Regions from separate parts of the Canis lupus genome. Here region 2 is linked to region 1. Evidence: chromatin contacts called from public Hi-C data. All regions are on one chromosome and are shown on one strand. Each heading gives the region's core, a stretch centred on a gene start, on an enhancer-like site or on the middle of the called end of the contact. The rest is flanking DNA. Distances are from core to core; before and after follow the strand shown.

The links. A called contact is a pair of places that touch in the nucleus more often than the background predicts.
Region 2: a contact with region 1 is called in a Hi-C map of blood, with 6 times the contacts expected there. The contact joins two enhancer-like sites. A contact is called at or near these places in 2 of 9 Hi-C or Micro-C datasets (both in blood).

What each region holds. Positions count from the first base shown.
Region 1 is chr20:55,371,943-55,379,209 of UU_Cfam_GSD_1.0, reverse strand. No RefSeq gene overlaps it. Among named protein-coding and RNA genes, the nearest start is that of FEM1A, 6.0 kb to the right of the region's middle. Within about 2 kb of position 2,574, at least 3 of the 20 cell types and tissues checked have an H3K27ac peak or open chromatin away from gene starts, as enhancers often do. A contact at or near this core is called in blood, where this site is marked.
Region 2 is chr20:55,557,722-55,564,988 of UU_Cfam_GSD_1.0, reverse strand. It overlaps SEMA6B (semaphorin-6B), which reads right to left. Exons shown (of 20, transcript XM_038567719.1): 2 at 3,188-3,337; 3 at 2,918-3,041; 4 at 1,303-1,363; 5 at 1,108-1,170; 6 at 703-804; 7 at 192-282. The coding sequence starts at 3,308. Among named protein-coding and RNA genes, the nearest start is that of LRG1, 16 kb to the left of the region's middle. Within about 2 kb of position 3,473, at least 7 of the 20 cell types and tissues checked have an H3K27ac peak or open chromatin away from gene starts, as enhancers often do. A contact at or near this core is called in blood, where this site is marked.

The DNA.
Region 1 (7,267 bases), core at 1,325-3,824:
ACACAAAAAGCCACAAGGTGGGTGATTCCATTTACATGAATCTTCCAGAAGGGCCAAATCCAGAGAAGTGGGATGGGGACGGGGTTTCCTTTTGGGCTGATGGAAATATTTTGGATCTAGACAGAGATGGTGGTTGCACAACATTGAGAATGTTCTAAGCGCCACTGAACAGGTACCTTTCAAGATGGTTGTTTTAATGTTTCATTATCTGCTTTAACATGGTAACTTAGGGGCATCTGGGTGACTCAGTGGTTAAGCATCTGCCTTTGGCTCAGGGCACGATCCCATGATCCCGGGGTCCTGGGACCGAGTCCCACATCGGGCTCCCTGCAGGGAGCCTGCTTCTCCCTCAGCCTATGTCTCTGCCTCTCTCTGTGTGTCTCTCATGAATAAATAAAATCTCTTAAAAAATGGGTAATTTATTTCAATTTAAAAAGTTACAGGGATCCCTGGGTGGCGCAGCGGTTTGGCGCCTGCCTTTGGCCCAGGGCGCGATCCTGGAGACCTGGGATCGAATCCCACATCAGGCTCCTGGTGGATGGAGCCTGCTTCTCCCTCTGCCTATGTCTCTGCCTCTCTCTCTCTCTCTCCCCGTGACTATCATAAATAAATAAAAAATTAAAAAAAAAAAGTTACAGACACACAAAAAAGTTTCTCTCTTACTTGTTATCATAAGGAAGCATGCACTCCTGCTACTCAATAACATTTCTGCTAGAGACTTGAGGAGGGCTGGAGGGTCAATTATTTATTAATATTTTTTTAAAGATTTATTTATGTATTTATGAATTTATTATAGATACAGAGAGAGAGAGAGGCAGAGACACAGGAGGAGGGAGAAGCAGGCTCCATGCCGGGAGCCCGACGCGGGACTCGATCCCAGGACTCCAGAATCGCACCCTGGGCCAAAGGCAGGCACCAAACCACTGAGCCATCCAGGGATCCCCTATTTCTTAATATTTTAAAAAAGATTTTATTTATTTATTCATGAGAGACACAGAGGCAGAGACACAGGCAGAGGGAGAAGCAGGCTCCCTGCAGGGAACCCGATGTGTGACTCAATCCCAGGACCCCTGGGATTTTTTTTTTCTTAATTTTTAACTTTTTTAGGGAGAAAGCACACGAGAGCATGCTCATGCAAGTAGGGGGAGAGGCAGAGGGAGAGAGAGAATCTTAAGCAGACTCCACACCCAGCAGGGATCCCAACACAGGGCTTGATCTCACGCCTCTGAGATCATGAGCTGAGCTGAAATCAAGAGTCAGACACGTCACCAACTGAGCCACCCAGGCACCCCCGGAGGGGCGTTTCTTAAGGCCCTTGATAAGAAAGGGAAAACACATGTATCATTAGATGCCGCTGACGTCCAGCATCTCCTCTCGGAGAAGCGGTAACTAAAGTGTCTCTGGCGGATAACTCACTCCTGCTTCTTTCTCCAACCCCCAAGTATGTGTGAGTGTAGGGGTGTCTTCACAGTTCACGGTCCTGCAATAAAAAAAGACCCCTCACCCACAGCTACGGAGGCGCTGTGTGAACGGTGTCTAGCTACCACTCGCCCATGTCTTATCTTGAGGGAAAAACTAAGAGGTCTTTGTTGAAATGCCCTTTTCATTGACGTGTTTAGCTCAGAATCCCTCACCTGTTGCTGCAAAAAGAACCAATTGCATAACTAATTTAGGGGATCTGAAAGAGCAGGGAGTGACCCCTCATCTTTGTAGGAGATTTCCCCTAAAAATATGGTCTTGTAGGCGTGGGGCGATTTGAGGAGGCGCTGACTGGGCGGCGTCTACCTTGTGGTCCGTCCTCTGGGTCTCTGCTCGAGGGTGTGCTTTCAAAACATCCTTAAACTTTCTCGGACATCCCTCCCCCATTGGATTTCCCTTCCCTTGAGAGGATGGCATCTGATTCCCTCCCCTCGATGCGGGCCAGACTTAGCAGCTGCCTCCCAGCGAGGAGAGCAGGCTGGAAGCGACACCGTGTGACTTCCAAGGCTGCAGGATATGGCCTGCACACGGTCTCCAGACGCGGTCGCACTGGGCCTTGGGGCTTCTACACACGAATTTTAGGAGGACACGAGGCAGGCCACAGAAGTCCCTGAGCTTGGAGCAGCCTGTTAAGCCAAAAGATGACTTTTTTGTGATGACTCTACATGGAAAATCTGTGTCCCTGAAAGATGCATCTCCCACCTTCCTCTTTCCCTCCCCAGCCAGGGACAGTCTGCCACCCCCTGGGCTCCTGTGTCCCTAAGCACACAGCAGGACTAGAGTTAGTGCCCTCTGCCAGCTTGTGGGCTCTTGATAGGGGCCTGGGCTTGCACACCGGGGTCCCCCAGCTTCCAGCATGTGACCTGCACACAGTAGGGGTCCGGAAGATCAGCAGCTGTGGCCGGAGGCATAGACGGAGAAAAGGCCGTGCTCAGCAACCCGGATGGGTCTACTCCCTTCAGGGACACGTGGAGACTGTTTCTTAGGAACTGAGCCATGGCAGATTTCCCCAGAGGCAGGCATTTCCCCCGGGAGGAGACAGACATAGTAAACAAACTCTTGGGGAACCGTGCGATTCGGGGAGTAATTATAGACATGCAAATTCCAGCCACAAGCTACATTTAACACTGTTCCACTTACTATTGCTGCATCACCAACTGCCCCAGAACGCACAGGCTTGAAATAATCCTCGTTTTCGTCTATCTCACCGATTCTGTAGGTGAGGAATGTGGGCAGGCCTCAGCTGGGGGGGCTTCTTCTATTACATGTGAGTAGTGGCAGCTAGTGGATGATGGGGCTGGAAGGTTCGAGACGGCTTCATTCTTACAGGGGACAGCCAGGAGCAGATGGCCAGAAGGCTGGGCGCTGCTGGGATGGTGGACTGGTGGACGGGGGATGGGGGGGATGGGGGGAGGTGTTTGCTGGCGGCCCATCCAGTCTGACGATCCTCAGGATGTTGACTTCTTTCTTGGCGGCTGGCCTCCCCAGGGCGGGCCGGTCAAGAGAGCCCGGGGAGGCTCCTGCCCTTCCATGCCCTAGCCTCAGAAACCCCCCGCACTATTTCTCCTTTACCCTATAGGTCAAGCAGACACGTGTCCACAGACGTTCAAGGGGTTGGGATATAATCCCCACCTCTTGGTGGGAGAAGGTCAGAGAATGTGGGGGCCGTGTTTTAAAAGTGCCACCACCAGCTATTAACCTAGCAAAGGAGGGGGATGAGGAGAGGGAGGGAGAGACAGGCCTCAGGACAAACCGCCCCTGCTGATTCCTTGACCTTTGACTTCCAGCCTCCAGAATAGGTTTGTCTTCAGCGCCCCTCTCCCCTTGGTCTGTGATATTTTGTATTTTGTTAGGGCAGTCTGCCTTAGCCTATTTGGGCTAACAAAATACCAGGAGCTGGGTAGCTTATAGACAACACATCTCCATTTCTTACAGTTTCCAAGCCTGCATGACTGGGCGAGGGCCCCTTCCTGGCTCATGGACAGCCAACTTCCCAACTTCGCACCGTGCCCTCCTCCACCTGGAGGAAGGGGCAGGGAGCCCTCTGGGGCCCCTCTCAGAAGGGCGCTCATCCCATTCACGGGGCTCCACCCTCCCTCCCAGAGGCCGGGCCTCCTAATACCATTGCCTTTCCAAGTTGGGATTTCAGCATCTGAATGGGGGGCGGGGGTGGCGGGGGGCATTCAGCCAGTAACACAGTACTAGCAAATGAAGATTGTTATTTATATAATTTCCGCACCAGCCTCCCCCACTTACACCAGATTCTGGAGTTAAGAGGTTTTTATCTTTTTTTTTTTTTTTTTTCTGCCATCTGCATCCCAGCTGCTACAACAGGGCCTAACACCCTGGTAATCTCATGAAGTACTTACAGAGTGAATGAATCCGCCTAACCTTTGGCTTTGCTATTTGAGATCTATTATATCTATTTTCACGATTTTCCTGAACCTTTAGAATATTTCCTAATTAATAAGATTTTAAGGAGCACTAGGATGAAAGCCCCCCAGCCTGGTTTGGCGCACCCCTAGTGGTCCCCGTGGCCTCTGTGGCCCTTTGGTGCACCCAGAGCGCGCAGCCGGCGCATGTGGCCGGGTTCCCCGCGTGGCTGCCGCGTGGGCAGCTAAGGAGCACACCTGGCCCCGCCGAGCGCAGCTGGCCCAAGGCTCCAGGTGTGCTTGAGCACCAACCGGGCCAGGCTCGGGCCAGCGAGGGGGACCACAGGCTCTCCCAATGTGGGGGGTTGGCCAGGAGGCAATGTCCTGGCCTGGGCCACAGTCGCCGCCAAATAACAGCCCCTACCCTGTTTTCCGAGGCTGCCTCCCTGGAAGCCTGAGGGCGGCCCACAAAAATCAGAATGAAAGAGGGGCACCTGGGTGGCTCCGTGATTGAGCATCTGCCCTGGGCCCAGGGCGTGATCCCGGGGTCCTGGGATCGAATCCCACATCGGGCTCCCCGCAGGGAGCCTGCTTCTCCTTCTTCCTGTGTCTCTGCCTCTCTCTCTCTCTCTCTCTGTGTCTCTCATGAATAAATAAAATATAAAAAAAATCAGAATGAAAGAGAAGGAGATGGAACGTGCCAGCACCACGGAATCAGCCGTCATTCTTAGGCAGGGTGGTGCCATGGTTAAGACGCGCTTCCTGGAACGATCCCTTTATCCACTCAGCATAATGTGTGGAGCGCCCGACGTGTGCCAGGCACTGTTCTAGAAACACAGAGCATTAAGCATCAACAGACAAAGATCGCTGGTGACAAGGGGAGAAAAGAAAGAGCAAAGTCAGGGGGTCTTGGGGAGAAAGAGTTCCTTGCTGATTTTTATGGTCTGCCCATTTCCGGACCGTAGATCCTCCCACCACGATGATCTCCAGCTCCCCAGGGGGGAGTCGCAGAGCAGGAAACTGGGGAGAGACCATCACGTAGCATTTCCACGCAGAGGCAGGAGGCGCCAGTCACCCGGGGAGCGGGGCTAATGAGCAATATGTAGTAACGAGGAGGTGATGCGTGTTCAGTATTTATCATCTTTGTTTTTACATGATTTGTTAAGTTTTAGGTACCTGTAATTTAATTTTCAGTACTGGCTGCGTTTGACATCTATTGTCAAAAAATCCTGGCGATGTAACGACTCTCGGAAGCCAGGACGTGGGGTCTCCAGCCCAGCCTGGCGGGGAGACTAAGGTCCTCGTCCACGGGTGGGAGCCGGGGCCAGTGAAATCTAAGGTGGCTGTGGGCACGTCCTTACTCTGCTCTGGGGCGAAGCGCAGCTAGGGGAGCTCCGGGACCTGGGGCTCCCCCAATCTCTCTCCTTTCCCATGCCCACATTCTGTTCTTCGACTTTCCTCCGGAGGGTAGAGGAGTCCAAGGTCAGTTCCCCCCATTCCCGGGGTCCCTCCCCCCACCACCAAATGTCACTGCTATCTTGCCCTATTGGTTACCCTCAATCTCATTCAAACTTCAGCCCTTCCTTCTCCCGCTTCTGATTTTCCCTTCAAGTGGGCGAGTTAGTATGCGTTCCCGATGCAGGCCAGAAAATCCAGAACTGCAGGGACTTAGGAAGATAGAATCTGCGACGTGCCTGGACCCCAAGCACAGGACGCTCAGTGAGAGGACCAGACACAAAAGGCCACGTGGTGTGTGGTTCCATTTACATGAAGAGTCTGGAACAGGCATATCTACGGACAGAAAGTGGGTTAGGACATCCTGAACACCTGCCCCCACGTGGACGGTCCCTGAGGACACGGGTTCAGGGAGGGACCCAGACCCAGAAGGACGCCTCCTGCAGGACCCCACTCCCAGGAGGTCCCCAGAGGAGGCCCGTCCACAGAGACAGAGAGGAGGTGGTGGGAACCAGGGGTGGGGCAGGGGGCAGGGGTCCATGCTTCCTGGGGTCTCCCTATGGGGAGATGGAAGGTTCTGGAGATGGTGATGGGGATGGGCGAGGGGCAGGGTGAGTGTGCTTCATGCCCTGAGCTGTGCGCTCAGAAATGGTCAAAAGGTTAATTTTATGTTATATTTTGCTCCAATTAAAAAAAACAATTAAAGAAAACAGAAATATTTGGCTACAAGTATGTAGCTGGCAGGGGGTTTGATGGCAGGGGACTATCTACATAAATCATAACACGTTTCCACACTATGGAACGCTATCCTAAAAAGCCTGCTGGAGCACTGGGTATTATACTATGTGTTGGCAAATCAAATTTAAATAAAAAATAATAATAAATAAATTTAAATTTAAAAAGTAATTTAAAAAAAGAAAGAAAGAATTAAATAAAAGACTGCTGGAAGATCTATGTTATTTGAATATCAGCTCTTCCAGGGCCTAGATTTTTGTTTGTCTTGTTCACTCACACCCCTGATGTCCAGAGAGGCACCTGGCATGTAACGGGCACCTGATAAATGTCCACCAGCAGGAGGACTGTCTGCATAAAACGTGAATGGTAAAATCTTCAAGCTGTAATGCATCGTGCAAAAAAGCAGGTAATGTAACACCTGTATTTTCTTGATCCCCCAAATGACCCCTTTTCCCTTTTCAGGAATCAGGAAAAAAAAAACTGAGCTATATTTCACTTAAAGCCATATGTAGGGGGATCCCTGGGTGGCTCAGCAGTTTAGCGCCTGCCTTCGGCCCAAGGCGTGATCCTGGAGTCCTGGGATCGAGTCCGATGTCGGGTTCCTTACATGGAGTCTCTGCCTCTCTCTCTCTCTCTCTCTGGTCTCTCATGAATAAATAATAAAATAAAATCTTAAAAAAAAAAAAAAGCCATGTGTGTTTTTAGCGTGGTGTGGGGTACTTTTTGGTTTTATGGTTTTGTTTTGGTTTTGGGGTTTTTTTTTTTTGCCCCTGAAGAGCTGTTATTAAATTCTAGGTGTTGTTTTCAACAACCAATGGCAATAAGAATGAGGGAAATTCAGACGTGTGCACCGAACAGGATGCAAGAGAAGAGAAATGCTTCTGGGTTGGGGCACCTGAGTAGCTCCAGCCACAGAGTATGCAACTCTTGATCTCAAGGTTGTGAGTTTGAGTCCCGGGTTAGGTGTAGATATTACCTAAAATAAAATCTTAAAAAAAATGTTTGCAGATCGATCAGAGTTACGTTTCAGGCTAGGGGATATGGTAAAGAATGGTTTTCGCAGTTTTTCGTCTCTCACTTTGCTTGTCTGCATTTCCTGACTTGTTCTTGATTTTTGGGGTTTTTGTCAGTTTTTGTAGAGAATATATAACACTTGTGCAACAAGAAAGACTGTAGAAATGAAGTTCAGTCGATGGCATGAAAGATACCACAGCTTGCTGGCACGT
Region 2 (7,267 bases), core at 2,224-4,723, 180 kb before region 1:
CAGCTGCCCCAGCTGAGCCCTGACCTTGGCTGAGTGCTGACCGTGGCCAAGATCCTGTGTGTTTCACACACATCTGGACAGACAGATGGCCTCCCAGCCACCTTCATGATCACCCAACTCCAAGAATAGAAAATGCCACCACTGGTCAGGGCTGGGGGCCCATCAGACGGTCAGCGCTGGGGGACACTCACCAGAGAAGAGGGCAACGTTGGCATGTTTGGGATCGTACGGGCAACGGGCCATGCCGCTGATGTTGTCACCGAGGGGCTGCAGTGTGTCCATCTGTGGGTGGGGGGGCACAGGGCCTGAGTGACAGCGCTCTTGGCCACACCAGGCAGTCGTCCCCCCGCCCCAGCACCCTGGGCCCTGAGGGATCTTGGCTCCACCTCGGATGCTTGTGTGACTTGGACAACCGCTTAAACTGTCTAGGGCGCTTAGTTTACTCTTCTGCGAACAGGTCTAAGAGTCAATCCTTGTTAATCCTATAACTGGATTCTAGCTTAAGTAGCTGTGGCTTCCCGGATCTCCTCTGGAAGCCTCCTAGGGGGCTCTGGGGGGTGGGGGGCGGAGGAGGGCATATCCAGTAAGGCTTCCCGTAGGAGGTGATGTGGCCTGGGGAAAGGGCACGGCCAGTGAGGGCAGGTGAGCCTAGGCCAGGAGGTTGGACCTGGGGCAGGCGGGGCGTCCCGGGGGGAGACTCACGCTGTAGTTGGCGCACACGGGGTTGAAGGCGTTGGAACCGCACACGAAGAGCGTGGATTCGTCCCGAAGAAGCAGCACCTTTACAAAATTTCGACACTCGCCCTGGGTGGGGCGAGAAGAGAGAAGCCGTGGTGGGCGTGGCCACGGTGTGGGCGTGGCTAGTTCGGGGGCGGGGCCGGGTGTGGGCGGGGCCAGTGCGGGGGCGGGGCCGGGTGTGGGCGGGGCCAGGACTGGGACCCCGTCTGGGGGTGTGGGACTTGAGCTTCCGGGACTGACCGGGGCTGTGGGCGTGGCCACGCCTGAGGACCACTTGGGGGCGTGGCCAGGCTCGGGGCGTGGCCATGGCAACCCGAGGGCTCCGGCCGGGTGGGGGCGTGGCTGGAGGCGTGGCCAGGGCGCACTCACCTCCTGCTTGCCCTTCATGCGACACACGTTGATGTCACTGGGGTTGGAGCGCCAGGTCAGTTTCTGGGAGCAGAGGGAGTGTGAGGGGAGCGGGATCCCTGGCGCCCGATTCCTGCTCCCCAGCATCGCGTCAGGGCCCCCGCGCAGGAGCCTCCAGGGCTGCCCCCACCCCTCCCACCTGTGCCCCCTCCTCACCCGCTGGTACCGCAGCTCCGTGGTCGTGGGGGGCTCCAGCTCCACCCGGTACAGGTTGTCCCTAGGGCAGAGGCACAGTCAGTGAGGATGGGGGCCTCCATCACCCCCCGGCCCCCACTCCCCGTTCTCCAACAGGTCACACGCAGGGGTGAGCAGGGGCCGCAGCTGCGGGCAACTGCAACACCAAACATGCCCTCGCGTGCTTGCTCATGCCATCGCACGCATCCCCACGCCCGAAAATGACCCACGGGTTCTAGCACACTCCAAACGCCTTGACAACGCCAGCTCGTGCTTACACACCCCATGGCCTTAGGGGCCTACAGCCAACCCCGTGAACTGTCCAATGCCTTGCCATCGGGTGCCGTCAGGTGCCCCTCCCACCACCTCCAGTCTCCCCCAGGTTCTTCCCTCTCACCCCCCGCCGCAGAAACTGCCCTGGTCAAGGTCACTGACAACCCCGTGCCAAGTCCAGCAGTCACTTCTCTGTTCCCCTCGCCCCCACTGCAGGGTCTGACTGGCTCCTACCCCTTCTCCTGGGAACTCCTCAGGGATCCGGCTCCCCCGCCCCCATCTGGCCCCCTCGGTCTCCCACCCCTCCCCCCTCTCCTCTGGAGTAACCCCGTCTATGCCCACAGTCCTGTCTCCAGCCTGGCCCCACCCTGAGGTCAGCTGACCCTGGAGATCCCCTTGCTGGGGTTCCGGGGCGTCCGTCACTCAGCTTGGCCACGCTGCCCCCAACTGTCCCCTACACCTGCTCCTGCCCCATCGCTCATCTCAGCTGAGGCCACTCTGTCCTTCAAGGGGCAAAGGCCACAACTTGGGAGTCATCCTCAACTTGCTGCCTCTCCTCCTCTCCCACACATCAGCCAATACCATCAGCTCTGCCTTTAATGTCCACCAAGAATTTACCCCCTTCTCGTGCACTCCGGGGCCACCACCCCAGTCCACCATGAACAGGGCAAGTCGCCTTCGCTTTGGCCTTCCTGCTCAGGCCCTCGATCGTCCTTCCCTCAGCAGCCATCAGAGGGCGCCCAAGAGCACCTGAGTCTGGTAGGCCCTCTGCCCCCAGCCCTCGGGGGCTCTCCATCACTGGGGTAAAAGCCCAAGTCCTCCCTGAGGCCCCCAAGGCCCCACACAACCTGCCCTGTCCCTTCCCTGCCCTCCCTGCCTCCCTCTCTCTCCGTCACCCACTCTGCCCCAGCCAATTGGGCATCCTCAATGTTTTTCCAATACACCAGGCCAGGATCCTGCCCCAGGACCTTTGCATAGATTGTGCTCTCTGCCCAGATTTCTCCCTCTCCCCCAAGATGTCCCCATGATTGACTCAGGTCTCAACTCAAATGTCACCTCTCAGAGAATCCCTGGAGCCCCGCATCAGCACCCTCTAGAAACCCAGTGAATTTTGACCAAAGAGCTATCCCCACCTGCAAACACACCATAGCAGACTCTGGGCTGTAACCACAAGTGGAGTTGAGACAGCACCCTTTATAAAGCCCCAAGGACGCCAATTTGTACTCCAGGCAAACAACATGGCCCAGAATCCAACCGCCCCCAAAATGCCACCACCTGCTCCCCACACCTCACCCTGCACACTCTGCCCGACAATCCCTCATACCTGTCCCCGATGAATAGGGTCCTGTTGACCCGCAGGACTCGCTGGATGTGGAGGTCTTCAGCACCCTCTGCTGGGGTCAGGCGTCCTGGCCCGCTGCCCACGAACACGGGGTAGTGGTTCAGGTCTGGGGGAGGGTTTGGGGAGGGGTGTGATCCAGGGCTGGGGTGAGCCTGGCCTGGTGAGGCCCCCAGGGAAGTGGGCAAGCAGACCCAGCTTTGGGGAGCAAGAACCCTCCCTCGGGTCACCTGCTCCCCCAGGACCCCCACTCACAGTCCCTGGGGGCCACGCTAAGCGGCGGCGGCTCCTCGGGGAAGAGGCCGTTGGCTCCCCCCAGTAGCAGCAGTAGGAGCAGTGGGGCCGGGCGAGGAGGGGGCGCTCGCGGGGTCCGCATGGCGAGGTCCGGGCGACGAGAAGTGACACCTGCGGGCGGGGGGGGGGGGGGGGGGGGGGGGGGGGGGCCTGGCGGTGAGCGGCGCGGCCTGCAGTCCCGCCCTCCGCCGAGAGATGGCGCGCGCGAGCCGCAGCGGCCTGGGCCTTCAAACCCCGGAAACATCCCCGGGGGCAGTAACAAAACATAACACCAAGCGGGCAGTAATAGTAACGCCAGCACTTATGGAATCATCAGAAAGTTCTTTTTTTTTTTTTTTTTTTTTTTTTTTTTTAGAAAGACCTTTCTGACCACATCGTAGTGAGAGGTGAGAGCTCCGGAAACGGAACGGGTTCTAACAACCACCACCACCACCACCACCACCACCACCACCACCACCACCACCCCGTAATGACAATATTTAAATGATTTTTAAATTAAATGATTTTAAAGAATCAAAAAGCATCATGAGAATGACACACACAACACTTCGAAACACGTACTTGAATAGTTCAATCTTAAAACATATATTCAAGGATTCTTAGAATTAAAACACAACAATCCTGGGGCGCCTGGGTGACTCAGTGGGTGTTAAGCAAGTGACCCTTGATTTCTGCTCAGGTCGTGCTTTCTGGGGGGACGGGGGGAGGATGATCCAGCCCGGTGTTTGCCTCAGCACTGAGTCTGCTTGTCCCTCTCCCTCTGCTCCTCACCCCCGCTTGCTCATGCTCTCTCTCTCTCCCTCTCAAATAAATTAATAATTAAATAAAATCTTAAAAAAAGAAAAAAACCCCACAACAATCCTAAAATGAAAGGCTCAAAAAAATTTGTTTTTTCAAAGTCTCTCAGAATTTTATAAACTACAATCTGGGAACTGCTATACTTTAGAATCGTAGAATATTCCAGCTGGCGGGGGACCTCAGAGGGACCCCGGCAAGTTTGACTTCCTTCCCCACTCCAGCCTTCCTGGCCTCTGCTGGAATACCTGTGTGACAGGCACCTCACTACCTCTCAAGGGAGCTTTCCTCAAGGGAATCTGGAGAACCTGCCCGGTGGTGTGCGGCGTGGAGGCTTCCTCCGGTTGATGATCGACAGTCGGTGGAAGTGTGAGCAGAACTCACCCTCTGGAACCCAGCCCTCCACAGCCCTGCCAGCAGGGGTGCAGTCTGGTGGTCCTGAGTAAGGAACCTACGGCCTCGTCCTTCCGGGAAGCCCCAGGCAAGGCCTGTGCCTCAGTTTCCCCATGCGCGCAGCAGGGACATCTCCACGCCCTGTCCTGGCCTCAGAGCTCCGAGATTCTGAACCTCTGGAGGTGAAGGTGGTATGAGGACTTTGGCCCTACAGTGCCTGCCTCTGAGGATTCAGAGCCAAAAAACAGAAAAGCCTTGCGTGGAGCAGCAGAGCTTCCTCTTCGTGACCCTGGACTTCCTGGATTTGTGACTCAGCAGACGCCCGGATCCTACGTGTTGGTGGGACATGCCTCTGCTTCCTTAAGAGTTTCCTTCCCTGGCTCCTCCCCTGCTCGGCAGCCTTCCATGGCTCCCAGGGACCCCCAGCCACTGCACAGCAGTCAAGGCTCCGGGGTGGCCTCCAGCCTCCCGCAGCCTGCTCCACCCTCAGGCCCAGCCTCCTCCGCCACAACACCTGCCTGGGTCAGCCAGGCTTCTCAGGTGCTCTGTCCTTCTTTTTTTCAACATTTTTCTTTTTTTTTTTTTAAGATTTTATTTATTTATTCATGAGAGACACACACAGAGAGAGGCAGAGACACAGGCAGAGGGAAAAACAGGCCCCATGCAGGGAGCCTGACGTGGGACTCGATCCCGGGACCCCAGGATCAGGCCCTGGACTGAAGGCAGCACCAAACCGTGGAGCCACCGGGGCTGCCCCATTTTTCTTTAGTATTTTAAATTTTTAATTTTTGAAAAGATTTTATTTATTTATTTGACAAAGAGAGAGAGCATGGGCAGGGCGGAGGAGCAGAGGGAGAGGGAGAAGCAGGCTCCCTGCTGAGCAGGGGACCCTGTGTGGGGCTCGATCTCAGGACCCTGGGACCACGACCCAAGAGGGAGGCAGATGCTTACTCCGCTGAGCCTATATTGTGTTAAATATATATAACATAAATTTATCATCCTGACCATTTCCAAGGGCGCAGCTCAGGGTACGAAGTACACTCACCCTGCCGCACAGCCTCCCCGACCACCATCTCCAGAACCTTCCATCTCCCCACACAGAGACCCCGTCCCCAGGAAGCACTGACCCCCGCCCCCCGCCCCACCCCTGGCTCCCACCACCTCCTCTGTCTCTGTGGACGGGCCTCCTCTGGGGACCTCCTGGGAGTGGGGTCCTGCGGGAGGCGTCCTTCTGGGTCTGGGTCCCCTCCCTGAGCCCGGTGTCCTCGGGGTCTGTTCATGTGGGGGCAGATGTTGGGGTCCCTTCTTCCGAGGCTGGGTTGGGATTCTGGGAGCAGACGGACCGCCCTGTGCTTATCCATCTACCCGTCGATGGAAACATGGGTTGCTTCCACCTCTTGGCTGTCGTGAATAATGCTGCTATGAACATGGGTTTGTGAACATCTCCTGGAGGCCTGTCCTTCGATTCTCGGGGGTATAAACCTAGGATCACATGCTAATTCTATGTTTAACTTCTTTGAGGAACTGCCAGACTGTTGGCCACAGCGCTGCCCCAATCTCACATTCCCACCAGCAGCCCACGAGGGTTCCAATTTCTCCACATCCTTGCTAACATGTTGTTTTCTGTTTTTTTTTTCTGTTTTTTTTTTGTAGTTGCCATCCTAAGGGCTGTGAGGTGATGCCCTGTGCATTTTATTCCACGTTCTATCAGAATAATATTTAACTTAAGAAACTTCCAGAGATGCCCAGGTGGCTCAGCGGTTAAGAGTCTGCCTTCGGCCTAGATCGTGATCCCAGAGTCCTGGGATCGAATCCCACATCGGGCTCCCCGCAGGGAGCCTGCTTCTCCCTCTACCTGTGTCTCTGCCTCTCTCTGTCTCTCATGAATGAATAAATGAAATCTTTAAAAAAAAAAAAGAAATAAAAGCTTTAAAAAATTTTTAAGTTAATTAATTAAATTAAATTAAAAATAAAAGAAAAAGAAACTCCTAAACAAAGCTTCCATTCACTGGCCATGCAGCATCGTTGCCAGGGGCAGGACCCCAGAGCCAGGCTGCAAGGGTTCAAATCCCGACTCAGCCATTGATGGGCTGAGTGACCCTGGCCAGGTTGCCGCCCGCCTCTGGGCCTCCATCCCCTCGTCTGTAAAATGGGCATGGGCAGTCCTGACCCCACAGGCCCGTGGCGGGTATTAGCACAGCACCTGGCACACCGCAGGCGCTCAGTAAGTGCTGATTATTACGATTCCTGTTGTTGCCGTCGGCATAGTAAGTACCAGAAGCTGGCGCTGGGGGGCTTCCAGGAATTACCTCACAGAGCCCCCCACTGGCTCTAGCAGGAGTGGGGTAGCATCCAGCCCATTCTGCAGACGTGAGAGCGGAGGGTGTGATTTGGGGGCTGTGGTCCCACCAGAGAGGATGCAGCTGCCGGGTGGAACCCAGGGCTCTGCTCCTAGGTGTCGAGCACCCTAATGGCCACAATGAGATCAAGGACCACCCAGCGCGCCCCCTCGACCCTCGACCCAGAGAGGGTAGCAGTCACCTCACACCCGAGGCCCTGGGTCAGGATGGGACGGGATGGGATGGTGACTAACTTTTCCTCCTGGTTTTCTCAACTTTGTGATGCAGCAACCGGAGGCTGGGAAGGAGTCCGTTTGCTCCCTCTGTCCACCTGCCCCAGCCCCACAGGTCCACCCAGGGACCCCTGGGACCCAGCCTGGGCTTCTCGAGCCTGGCTCTCCCACCAGCCCCGTCATCCCCTAGCCAAAGAGTGGGGTGTTTACCCCTCCATCCCCTCCCCTGCCCTGAGGGCTCTGCGGCCCAGCCCCCACCTCCTACCTGGTGTCCTGGCCTC